Regions from separate parts of the Mus musculus genome. Here region 2 is linked to region 1. Evidence: chromatin contacts called from public promoter capture Hi-C data. All regions are on one chromosome and are shown on one strand. Each heading gives the region's core, a stretch centred on a gene start, on an enhancer-like site or on the middle of the called end of the contact. The rest is flanking DNA. Distances are from core to core; before and after follow the strand shown. Region 1 overlaps Nfrkb (nuclear factor related to kappa B binding protein). Region 2 holds the start of Tmem45b (transmembrane protein 45b).

Evidence for each region. Promoter capture Hi-C pulls out the DNA fragments that hold promoters and counts their contacts.
Region 2: a promoter capture Hi-C map of stem cell-derived epiblast-like cells shows a contact between it and region 1, with 2.2 times the contacts expected there. The contact joins the promoter of Tmem45b here to the enhancer-like site in region 1. A contact is called at or near these places in 3 of 39 promoter capture datasets (embryonic stem cells, liver and stem cell-derived epiblast-like cells), 12 of 484 Hi-C or Micro-C datasets (embryonic stem cells, liver, morula and 2 more), 3 of 115 datasets of contacts at active chromatin or transcription factors (embryonic stem cells, intestinal villus epithelium and stem cell-derived neural progenitor cells) and 4 of 9 other capture datasets (adipose tissue, embryonic stem cells, liver and 1 more).

Annotation. Positions count from the first base shown.
Region 1 is chr9:31,402,330-31,408,536 of GRCm38.p6, forward strand. Nfrkb (nuclear factor related to kappa B binding protein) reads left to right here. Exons shown (of 26, transcript NM_172766.3): 15 at 685-745; 16 at 1,126-1,300; 17 at 3,222-3,328. Among named protein-coding and RNA genes, the nearest start is that of Nfrkb, 19 kb to the left of the region's middle. Within about 2 kb of position 3,097, at least 5 of the 459 cell types and tissues checked have an H3K27ac peak or open chromatin away from gene starts, as enhancers often do. A contact at or near this core is called in stem cell-derived epiblast-like cells, where this site is marked.
Region 2 is chr9:31,461,620-31,468,097 of GRCm38.p6, forward strand. Tmem45b (transmembrane protein 45b) reads right to left here and starts at 2,619. Exons shown (of 6, transcript NM_144936.1): 1 at 2,547-2,619.

The sequences.
Region 1 (6,207 bases), core at 1,847-4,346:
CTTGAGATTGCTCTGGATCTTCTGACAATGCTCCCGTGTGTTAGAGCTGTAATGGACCCTTGAGACCCAGAAGTCCACTGACTCATATGCCTTAACATACTTGAGGAGGGCACATGTGCTCTCAGTAAGAATGGCTCCTGACTGCAGTGGTCTCTAAAGATGGATGGTCTGCCTGTGAAGAAGTCATGATGTTCATATCCTTGACTTGTAGTACTGTGTTCTTCATTCCAAGTCAGCTCATTTTCCTATTCCTACCTGCTCACATTACAGTGCAGAGGACCAGCCTTAGTGTAACCCACAAACACACCCTCCCCCACTCTACACATATCCATTCACATAATGGGGGTTTAGAACTCAAATTCTGGGCTCTTTGGAAGGCAGAAAACCCACTCAGGACTTGAAATGCTTTGTTCCCCCAGAGTGACTTTTTTGTTTTGAAATTGAGCTGGCTTTCAACAGTGCTGAAAAACAGAGGTGAGGGTGCCACCCTCGCTGTGTTTATTCCAAACCCTTGCGATCCTAAGAATAGGGCAATGTGGGAAAGCAGTCGGGTTTCTGTGGTAGGAGCTGGAGAGCAGACTGAGCAGGAGTGAGTACTTCTGAAAGAGAGGAATTCTACCACTGCCAGGAAGGGGCTAATGGTCCTTCTTGCTCTCGGATGACACAGAATTCTTTATGTTCCAGAAGAACTGACTATGTGGTTCGGCCTAGCACAGGAGAGGAGAAACGGGTTTTTCAAGAACAGGTAAGATCTCCTTAGAAGTAAGTAGACACAGAAGCACTGAGCCTGGCTTTCCTTGATCTCAACTCCTTGGGGTTCAGAGCCTTCAATCCAGATAGTTCATTGGTCGAGGCTGTTTGTTGGGGTAGAAATAGTTTGGTGAAAGGGTAAGAAAACTTTTGACTATCTTTTTTACCAGCTAGCAAAATGTATTTTCCTTTCTTATCATATTTTGGGTGCCCATCTGTGGACTGTCTTTTCCCACTACGGTTGGTCACTGTTCTTTGTGAGGTCACTCCTTTCCTCCTTGTATTGACGTCTCATTTGATCGATCTAAGGGATCGATCTAGGGAGAACTCCACTAATTCTGAAATAGCAATTTTTTGCCTTTTTTTTTTTGGTAGGAGCGTTACAGGTATAGCCAACCCCATAAGGCATTCACCTTTCGCATGCATGGCTTTGAGTCTGTGGTGGGGCCAGTGAAGGGCGTGTTTGACAAGGAGACCTCCCTCAACAAGGCTCGTGAGCATTCACTGCTGCGCTCTGACCGGCCTGCCTATGTCACCATTCTGTCTCTTGGTATGTAGCATGTATTTATTACTAGGGCTTTCTTATTTGTACCCAAAGCTTTCCTCACATTAAATTGATACTTCCTGTACAAAACTCCACCCCCTTGCTCACTCTGTCCATTGATAGGCTAGAAGATCAATCAGTCTTAGAAGTTTTCAAAGCTGAGAGATGTCAGGGTGGATTCTACCCTGGTAGATTGATGGCAAGAGTCACTGTTTCTTTCTAGAGTCATCTTCGTTTTGATAAACTGTTCACAAGCTAATAGTAACATTAGGTATAGGATTTTGCTTTCTCAAAGGATGTTTTTTCATGAGAGCAGTGACACATACCTCTGACCCCAGTTCTTAGGATGCTGAGGCTAGAGGACTGTTGTAAATCTGAGGGCTGCCTAGGCTGCACAGTGAATTTGAAGCCACACAATGACATTGTCTCAGAAAATGAAAGAACAAGGAATTCTTTGTATCATGAGTCCGTTGGTAGTGAGACCTATGGAGTCCTCCTCAGAGTTAAAATGATGCATTTGAATCCCCCTCCCCTCCTGCCCCCCAAACTCCTAGATAGGGTTTCTCTGTTCAGTCTTGGCTGTTCCTGGAACTCGATCTGTAGACCAGGCTGGTCTTGAACTCAGAGATCTACCTGTATCTACCTCCTGAGTGCTAGGATTAAAGGTGTACACTACCACAGCCCACCTGCATTTAAAATTTTTCTTTAGGGGGGAAGGGTAAAGACTTATTTATTTTATGTATATGAGTACACTGTAGCTACCTTCAGACACACCAGAAGAGGGCAGCAGATCCATCACACCTAGTTGTGAGCCACCATGTGGGTGCTCGGTATTCAACTCAGAACCTCTGGAAGAGCAGTCAGTGCTCTTAACTGCTGAGTCAGCTATCCAGCCCCTTGCATTTTAATTCTCAAAATACTTTAAGTTACAGAAAAGGACGATACTATTTCAGTAATTATTAAATTGTTAAAACATTTAAATGCAAAACTGTTGTGTTGTGATACTGAGTGATAAGACCAGGTGCCAGGTGTTTTAATTTCTGTTATTTCCAGTGGGGGTCAGTGTAAGTGATTTTGTATGTTACACTTGTATCATGAAAAGTATTTGATTGCTATTGTAATAGCATGATAATAGCAGTATGTGGTTTATGTTTGTTGATAACTGAAAGAAGTGCTAATCTACTTTTCTTACCAAGTGTATAGAACTTCTGAGTCATCTCTCACCTTCCCTGTATACATGAATGCATTATTTTGGTCTAATCTACCCTCTACTCCCTCCTCCCAGACACCCTCCCAGCTTTTTCACTAAAAATGGATATTGTATGTTTGTGTGTATCCCACTAAGTCCAGTTAGTGTCACCTGCATGCATCTGGGTGTGGTGTGGGTATGTCCACTGTAGCATGGGTAATCTACTCTCCTCAAAACAAAACTGACATTATCTCCGACTTGCTGCCCTGGTCAGAAATGGAACCTTTCAGATCCCGCCTATCCATGCTGGAGTAGTGACTAGATAGATCTTGGGCAGGTCTTGTGTAGTGACCACAGCTTTTGAGAGTTAGGACAACAGCTCCCTGTCAGGTCCAAAAGGTACTGTTTTCTATCAGTTCTCCTTAACCTCTGTCTCTTAAAATCTTCTCACCCTCTCTTCTACAACATTCCTTGGGAGATGGGAGTGTGATTTTCTGTTTGGGAATGAGAACCCCTTTATTCAATTCTAAGGTATTCTTTTGCCATAGGTGTGTTAACCCTGTAGGAAGGTGCAGTGCAGCGTTGATGGCCAGTAGAGGGCAGTGTGCCCCTGACCGGGCCGGTGAGGCTCAGGAACCATTATCCTAGGGAGCTCAGCCCCACCAGAGCAGGTCAGGAGGTGTTGTAATTCATTGGAAGCTTTGCTTGACTCCTGGATTTTGCATTTTCTACTGTCAGTTCGGGATGCTGCAGCTCGGCTGCCTAATGGAGAAGGCACTCGGGCAGAGATCTGTGAACTGCTCAAGGACTCTCAGTTTCTGGCTCCAGATGTCACCAGCACTCAGGTGAGTTAGAGAAACAGCTTTTGGCTTCATTTCAGAATGTATTTGAGAAAAACTATTAGGAAATGTAAGTTACACCTTTTTGTCTTATGCTATTGAGGGTTGAACCCAGGGTCTTGTACACATCAGGAACATGCTTTACCAGCGAGCTGTATGTGTTTGCCTACCATGAAATCATTTATTTATTTATTTATTTATTTATTATTGGGTATTTATTTCATTTACATTTCCAATGCTATCCCAAAAGTCCCTCACACCCTCCCACACCCACTCCCCCACCCACCCACTCCCACTTCTTGGCCCTGGCGTTCCCCTGTACTGAGGCATATAAAGTCTGCACGACCAATGGGCCTCTCTTTTCACTGATGACTGACCAGGCCATCTTCTGATACATATGCAGCTAGAGACAGGAGCTCCAGGGATACTGGTTAGTTCATATTGTTGTTCTACCTTAGGGTTGCAGATCCCCCCAGTTCCCTGGGTACTTCCTTCAGCTCCTCCATTGGGGGCCCTGTGATCCATCCAATAGCTGACTGTGATCATCCACTTCTATGTTTGCTAGGCCCCAGCATAGCCTCACAAGAGACAGCTATATCTGGGTCCTTTCAGCAAAATCTTTCCAGTGTATGCAATGGTGTCAGCGTTTGGAGGCTGATTATGGGATGGATCCCCGGGTATGGCAGCCTCTAGATGGTCCATCCTTTTGTCTCAGCTCCAAACTCTGTCTCTGTAGCTCCTTCCATGGGTGCCTTGCTCTCAATTCCAAGAAGGGGCAAAGTATCCACACCTTGGTCTTCGTTCTTTCCGAGTTTCATGCGTTTCGCAAATTTTATCTTATATCTTAGGTATTCTAAGTTTCTGGGCTAATATCCACTTATCAGCGAGTACATATCATGTGAGTTCTTTTGTGATTGAGTTACCTCACTCAGGATGATGCTCTCCAGGTCCATCCATTTGTCTAGGAATTTCATAAATTCATTCTTTTTAATAGCTGAGTAGTACTCCATTGTGTAGATGTACCACATTTTCTGTATCCATTCCTCTGTTGAGGGGCATCTGGGTTCTTTCCAGCTTCTGGCTATTATAAATAAGGCTGCTATGAACATAGTGGAGCATGTGTCCTTCTTACTGGTTGGGACATCTTCTGGATATATGCCCAGGAGAGGTATTTCGGGATCCTCCAGTAGTACTATGTCCAATTTTCTGAGGAACCACCAGACTGATTTCCAGAGTGGTTGTACACGCCTGCAATCCCACCAACAATGAAGGAGTGTTCCTCTTTCTCCACATCCTCGCCAGCATTTGCTGTCATCTGAATTTTTGATCTTAGCCATTCTGACTGGTGTGAGGTGGAATCTCAGGGTTGTTTTGATTTGCATTTCTCTGATGATTAAGGATGCTGAGCATTTTTTCAGGTGCTTCTCAGCCATTCGGTATTCCTCAGGTGAGAATTCTTTGTTTAGCTCTGAGCCCCATTTTTTAATGGGGTTATTTGATTTTCTGGAGTCCACCTTCTTGAGTTCTTTATATATATTGGATATTAGTCCCCTATTTGATTTAGGATAGGTAAAGATCCTCTCCCAATCTGTTGGTGGCCTTTTTGTCTTATTGACGGTGTCTTTTGCCTTACAGAAGCTTTGCAATTTTATGAGGTCCCATTTGTCGGATTCTTGATCTTACAGCACAAGCCATTGCTGTTCTATTCAGGAATTTTTCCCCTGTGCCCATATCTTCGAGGCTTTTCCCTACTTTGTCCTCTATAAGTTTCAGTGTCTCTGGTTTTATGTGGAGTTCCTTGATCCACTTAGATTTGACCTTAGTACAAGGAGATAGGAATGGATCAATTCGCATTCTTCTACATGATAACCACCAGTTGTGCAGTTGTACCATAAAATCTTAAAAAAAAAAGAAAAAAAGAATGAGTAAGTTGGGTGTGGTGGTGCATGCCTCTAATCCCAGCTTCTGGGAAGCAAAGACAGGTTGAGTTTGAGTCCAGAACACCCAGAGCCACACAGAGAAACTTTGTCTCAACCCTTCTCCCCCCAAATCAAATGAAAAACTTGCTGGGCATGATGGCATGTACCTGTAATACCAGCTACCTTGGGAGGCTGAAGTAGGAGGATTTTGAACTTGAAGCCTGGACAGCATAAACTCCTGAATGTTCTGTGGGTAAGAGTGTACATATGATGCTGCATGAGGTGGCAGATCTTTCATCCTCAAACTTCAGGAGAATTACCTAGAGTCTATGGTCTAGCTAGCCTGGAATACACAATGAGGCAGAGACAGCAAGAGAGACTCTGCCTCAGAAACAAGGTAGATGGGAATTGTCTTAGTCAATGTTTCTATTACTGTGATGAATCACCATGACCAAAAAGCAAGTTGGGGAAGAAAGGGTTTATTCAGCTTACACTTTCACATCTTTGTTCATTACCAGAGGAAGTCAGGACAGGACAGGACAGTCCAACAGGACTGGAACCTGGAGGTGGGAGCTGATGCAGAAGCAATGGAGGGGTGCTTTTACTGGCTTGCTTCCCCTGGCTTGCTCATTCTGCTTTCTTAACCCAGGACTACCAGTCCACCGATGGCACCACCCACAATGGGCTGAGCCCTCCTTTGTTGATCACTAATTGAGAAAATGCCTTACAGCTAGATCTCATGGAAGCATTTTGTCAAGTGAGGCTCCTTCCTCTCTGATGAGTCTAGTTTGCATCAGTTGGAACATAAAACCAGCCAGAACAGTAACAGTGAGAACCACCTGTGTGTGACCTTCTGACTTCCACACATGCACTGTGGCAAATGTATGGCTGTACTCACATTATGTACACAATAAGAATAATAAGATAAATCCATTAACAATACTACAACCAGGTGGGTAGAGAAAT
Region 2 (6,478 bases), core at 1,369-3,868, 59 kb after region 1:
GAATACTGATTTGATTTAGTAGGTTTTTTTTTAAAAAGGAGAAAAGAGATGAGATTGGTAGGGAAAGTGTGTGTGTGTGTGTGTGTGTGTGTGTGTGTTGTAGTCCAGGATGAGTTGGAGGGAGGAAATTGTGGGATGTATATGATCAAAAGACATTGGATATATTTGTGAAATTCTCAAAGAACAAACAATATATAAAAATGAATATGAATGTTTAGGAGAAACAAATTATAATCTATCATAAAACTTAAAATAATTGTACAAAATAACCTAGTATGAACTGGAATATTCTGGGAAACATTCTAGTTGGAGCTTGGCTCTGCCATTTCATAACTGGACAGCACTGAACAGGTACAAAATGGCTTGACTTCAGTGTCTTTGCATAGGGACTAGCGATCCTTCTCTTATCTCCTAGTACATAAGTCATGCCGTGGTCTCTAAATCACCATTTTGCTGTCCTACCCACAAGATACTGATGATGCTTTGTGAGATCCAACTCCTGGCTGTGGACCACTGTGGCTTGCCATTACATTATAACTCTGCACCACATCCAGGTGACTGAAAGACTTTTTCAATTTTCTTCAGGTCTCTTAATATGGGCCTTGTGCTCATCTACTTTTAAAGGATGTCAATAAAAGAAACCTAAAGAGTTAAACTTTAATCTGTTTTCATTTCTAGCTCTAGAGAAGGCTAGGAAGAAGGAACTGGGTGGTCAAAAGGGTAGAAAAGTTCAGAGTTCAGTACATGTGTGTGTGTCCTCTGATTTTTCACTGAAGTATGGTGCAATGTTGTAAGCAATTTATTGTTTGTCTTATGACCATCTGTAAAACATATGGAAATGAAATGTTTTTATATAGCTACCTATTTTTTGTTAACATACCAGTGACTTATTTCCCTATAATTAAAAAGTTTTGCAATCTCAGGTACTTCAGCTATGAAGGTAGCTTTCTAAGTGGCAAAGCTGTCCTTACCTACTGTGTTCAACAAGCAAAAGAGTGATAACCTTTGATCGTCTCTTGATCATACATGGTGTCTGCACTTTGTACAACTGAGCATGAAGCTGATACCATCCTGAAGTAATGGGAAGACTCAGAAATCCTCTTAATCTCTCTCCTCTCCAGTGCTCACCTCAAAGTAACATTTGCTAAGATTAAGTCATAGCTTTAGCCAAAAACATTTCAGGGAAGACACCAGATACAGTGACTGATGCATCCCGTGAGATTCAACAGCTTCAGCTTGGCCATCAGAGGCAGCATCCACCAGGAAGGCAGGGGAAAGGACCACAGAATACAAAGGAAAGTGCCGCCATGGTACCTGTTTCCACCTTCCTAAACAAGAGCAAACTGAAGCTCTTTGGTAAGAGGGAAGAACGTTTGGTTTCTGTAATACTATTACAGGTACTGTGCAACCAGATAAAACCTTGCTCGATGCTCATCCTTTGTTAAAACAGTGGTTCCTATTCAGTGCAGCGGTACTATCCGTCTCTTGTCTTTTCCGGAGACTATAGAACAGCAGGTGACCACATTATTACTAAGCCAACAAACTGTCATAAAGAGCTGCCTCTTTGGCGTTCAAAATCCAGTCTCTACTGCGTAGAAAGCTCATATTGACAAAAAAACCGAAAGCGTAGGTTGCTTGTGAACAATAAACCATAGTAGCTATTTAGATAGGTGTGTAGTTAGATAAAATGCATCTGCCTTCCCAGCTTTGATAACTATGCTAATCCCAAAGTCAAATAGAACCCAGGGAAGGGCGACAGGGGGAGCAGTGTGTGGGGGGCAGGAAAGATGGAACGAAGCAGCAAGCAGCAGCCGTTGCTGAGACCTTAGGCGAGGCAACTGCTCTTACGCTTTTAAAGTTCCATTTTATGAGGCCCCACCTTTCCCTGCTGAAGTACAGATCTTTTTTTTTCCCATTACGGTGGGCCTTGTCTCCACTCAGTCCCTCTGGATTCAGGCAGGTGCCCCCACTTTCAGGCTCTCCTTGCTAAGGCCAAGGCTTTACTCTTGGCTTTTAGAAGCGGAGGCCAAACGATGGCCTGGAGGAGCTGTTATCAACCGTCTCTCATTATCAGACTTCCCGGCCTGAGGAATGTATCTGGTTCCTGTATTTATGGAGTCTTAGCGACAGATGGGGTGCAAGTGAGCGCGAGTCATTCTGGCACCCTGAAAACAACTCGAGGTCTCCTTAATAGGCACACCACCTAAGGTGGAGCGCCTGCTTCCCTGAGAATGAATGCCAGGCTTCGCACCTAGTCACCTAGTCGCAGTAACGCTGTGGACCCGAATCGTTCCAGGACCCCGGGGACAGTACAGAGGAGCAACTCCCGGGGGGAGCTGGTGAGGAGGACTACTCCTAGCCCCGAAGGGGCTAACCAACGGCTTCCTAGGTACTAGACTCCCTCTGCACTCCAGCACCCTCCCTCCATCTGAGTGAGCGCTTCTCTGTCTCCTTCCTGAGGATCCGACTCCGGATCCTCACCTCCCTTCCCAGGTGGTGCCTCCCTTTCTCCCGGCCCTGAGCCCCTGACCCAGCGGGAATCCTACCTCTTCCGAGCCTCAGAGGTGTCCACTTGCCAGCTTCGGTCACACGTGTGACCGCGGGTGCCCAGGAGGTGCAAGCGTCTGCACCCTGCCCCGCCCGGCCCCGCCCGCTGCAGGAGCTGGCAACCTCAGATGGCCCTAACCCTGCTGCTAGCACGACCTCAGGTGGCTCAGCACAGTACTTTTCTTCCAAGCACCTTTTCCCTGCTTCCGAGTGTCCCCTGTTTCTGAGAGTCCCCTGCTTCAGAGAGTCCCCTGCTTCAGAGAGTCCCCTGCTTCAGAGAGGCTTTCGGGGACCACAGGCACTCCTTTAAAAGTGTGTTCCCGAAAGCCCAGCCAGGTTCCTGGATCATCCAGGTGCACTACTTATGGAGACTTCCTGTTATGCAAAGCGATTTCTGGCCTGGGAGGAAGGGAATGCTCTGAGTGGGACTAGCTCTGAATTTCTCCAGCCAGGAAAACCACAGCTAACACGCAGGACAAATAGTCACTGACCACTCACCGCCAAGGAAGGCTCCGGTGGATGATACGTGGGCTTCTTCTTTTCCATTCTATTCTTTTCTACATCCATCCATCCATCCATCCATCCATCCATCCATCCATCCAATCAATCTTCTTTGTGCACGTTTGACAAAAATCTGTCAGGTGGGCACAGTTCTGGATTGGCATGAGAGGAGTTCCCGGGTGGTGTTTAAGATGCTGCAATAGTGGCTGCTCTCTGTAGCACTTGTAGCTAAGAGACTGACCTTATTTTGCACCGTTGCTGCCCCTTGTACTTCCTAAAGACATGAAGAGAATGCCAGCACTAAAGCTCTCTGCACACTCAGAGAAAGAACTCAGGGAGAGATACTAGCAGAGGAACCTCTGAAAAGCTGCTGTGTTTTCAAAAACGATATAAAAATCTGTATTCTCAGCTTGGGGACTAGCCCTCAGAGCAAAGGATCAGGTCCCGTCCTGGAGTGTGTCCACACCTGCAGATTTTGAAACAGAGGAAAGGGAGTAGCCCTACACAGTCATCAGCCAGGGAGAGGCTGCACTTGGTCACCAGTTCCTTCTGACGCTTTCTGCTCAGGACTGTTTTACTTTCCTTATAGGCTAAGATCTCGAGACAGCCGTGTGCAGTTTTATTGATAGAGCTACTGGTTGGTAAAGATGCTTTGACAGTTTCATTTATGTTTTGTGAGGCAGGGTCTTATGTAGCCCAGGTGTGCCTCTACCTTACCATAGAGCCACAGATGACTTTAGGTTTCTGGTCCTCCTGCTTGTACCTCACAAGCACTGGGATTGCAGGTGTGCACCCCTCTGTGTCTGGTTTATATAGTTCTAGTGGTTGAACACAGGGTTTGGTACAAGCTAGAAGAATACCAATTGAACTGCATCCTCAGCCCAGAGATTGTGTGTGTGTGTGTGTGTGTGTGTGTGTGTGTGTGTGTGTGTGTGTGTATGTACATGCGGAGGCTAGGTCCATGTTGGGTGTGTTCTCTCACCTTCCACCTAATTTTTGAGATGAAGTCACTCACTGACTATGGAGCTTGCTCACCTGTTCAGTTAGATTATGGGCCAAGCAAACTTTAGGGATCCTCTCTTGTCTGCAGTGAGAATACGGGGATGTGCAGCCCGCTTCCCGCCTAGCATTTTATATGAATTCTGGGGATCAGAACCTAAGCCCTCATTCTTGCCCCACAAGCACTTTACCAATGGAGCTACCTCCCCAGCCCTGAGATACTTAGGACCTCTGGCTCAAATTTAGCATCCAAATATTAAGACACACCAGTTTTTAAAGTATACCTTTGACGGTCGTTAACTTCATTGATCAACAGTTTTAATAAAAATCAAACAGTTTCAATGAAGTAGTGACAAGTATCAGGAAATCAACTTTGAAATAATACAATAATATGAATTATTATCAAATTGTTTTCTGATAAAGAGAGAACTCCCAAGTGGTGACACATATTTGTATAATCTTACCATTCAGGAGCTAGAGGCAAAGGGATTTCAAGTTCAAGGGCAATCTGGGCTTCACGGACTCTCAAAACACAAAAGTAGGGATGAAGGGGTGGCACAGCAGTTAGGAGCACTGGCTACTCTTCCCAAAGACCTGGGTTCAGTTCTCAACACCCACATGGCATCTCACAATGATTTATAACTCCAGTCTCTTAGGATCTAATTTTCTCTTCAGGCACCGCACAATTTGTACAGGGACATATATGCGGGCAAAACACCCATACGTGTAAAATAAAAATAAGCAATAATTTAAAACGCTCCAAATAACACAAAGAAATAAAACAGAGTGGTATCTGATATGTCCTTGTGTGGACTTTAACAAAGGAGGGTGGTCTTTTTAGTCTCAGAAGGACAAATGATGTGCGTCCTCAGATGTAGAATCTAAATAAATATACAAAAAATGTGAAAGGAGACTATGTGAAAGATGGTAGGGGATCTAAAGGAGGGGAAAAGGAGAAACATGAGAAGATAATAGGGAGAAGGAAGGCAAAAATAATTGCTTGCTTTCAGTCAGGATTACACGGGAGAGCTGTGGGAGGGGAAGGGGGGAGGGAAGGAGGACCAGGCAAATACCAGCAAGTTACAATGTCACCTAGGTATGAAACTGTCATTTGAAATCCATTATTTTATGTTCTAACTGAAAACGAAATAGAAGAACGGCATGGGAAATGGTTGATTTTTGTAGATGTTACGAGCATAACTGTGTTAAAAAGCTTTCAACATTGGGGCTGGCGAAGTGGATCAGCAGTCAAGAGTGCTTGCTGTTTTTCTAGAAGCTTGGTTTCCAGCCTCCAGTGGCACAGCTCACAACTGCCTGTAACCACAGCTCCAGTAATCAAAGTCATTTCCTAGTCTCTGTAGGCACCTGCACATACATAGCACACACACACACACACACACACACACACACGCATGCACGCACGCACGCACACAGAGTAACAATCTTAAACACAAGTAGATTGCTATCCAGTCTCCCCTTGATCACCATGCTACTAGCTGGACACATGGTTACCCACAAGTACCATTTTTCTCAAGGAGGAGTTAGATAACTAAGTTCAGGTCACTGAACTGAGGTTAGAAGACAGGGAACTAGTGGCAAATTTCCTAAAAGGAAAGAGATGAGTCCGTCCTTATTCCTTTTTCTCACCAGTGACAAGGTGGTGGGCTAACCTTGGACCAGGAGCTATAGTCAAGAGGATAGCAGTATAGGAGGGATCTTCTGACGATTTCATGGACTGCTCTGCGTGAGTCTCTCAAGGACCATCTCCAGACTGTTATGTGAAAGAAAAAGAAACTGTTCTGTGTAAGTCTTGGCTAGTTGAGGTTTTTGTTAATGGTAGCCAAATCTCTATCCCAACGAGTGAAAAACAACTTCCCTCTTGGTTTATAAGATCAACAAATCAAACTTGAAGATGGGCTGGAAAAAAAATCTATAATATTCACCTTGCCTGTTAATCTGAAAACCACAGCTTTGGGGTTTCCAACTGTAAGGAATTAATGGATAATAGTTGTTTTTTTTTTTTTTAAATAAGGTTTCATATAGTCCAAGCTAGCCTTCAATTTGTTATGATCTTAAAGCCTTTATCCCTTCTCAGTCATGGTGATCTGAGATGACATTAGTAATCTAATTAGTAATTAGTAATTAGATGACTAATGTCATCTCAGATCACCATCACACATGGCTTAATAAGAATAAATTTAGTCTTTTTAAAGATCTGTATTTATTTATTTATTTATTTATTTATTTATTTATTTAAAGACAGGGTTTCTCTGTGTAGCCCTGGCTGTCCTGTAACTCACTCTGTAGACCAGGCTGGCCTCGAACTCAGAAATCTGCCTGCCTCTGCCTCCCAAGTGCTGGGATTAAAGGTGTGTGCCACCACTGTCTTTATTTTCAATTGTGTGTGTGTGTGTGTGTGTGTGTGTGTGTG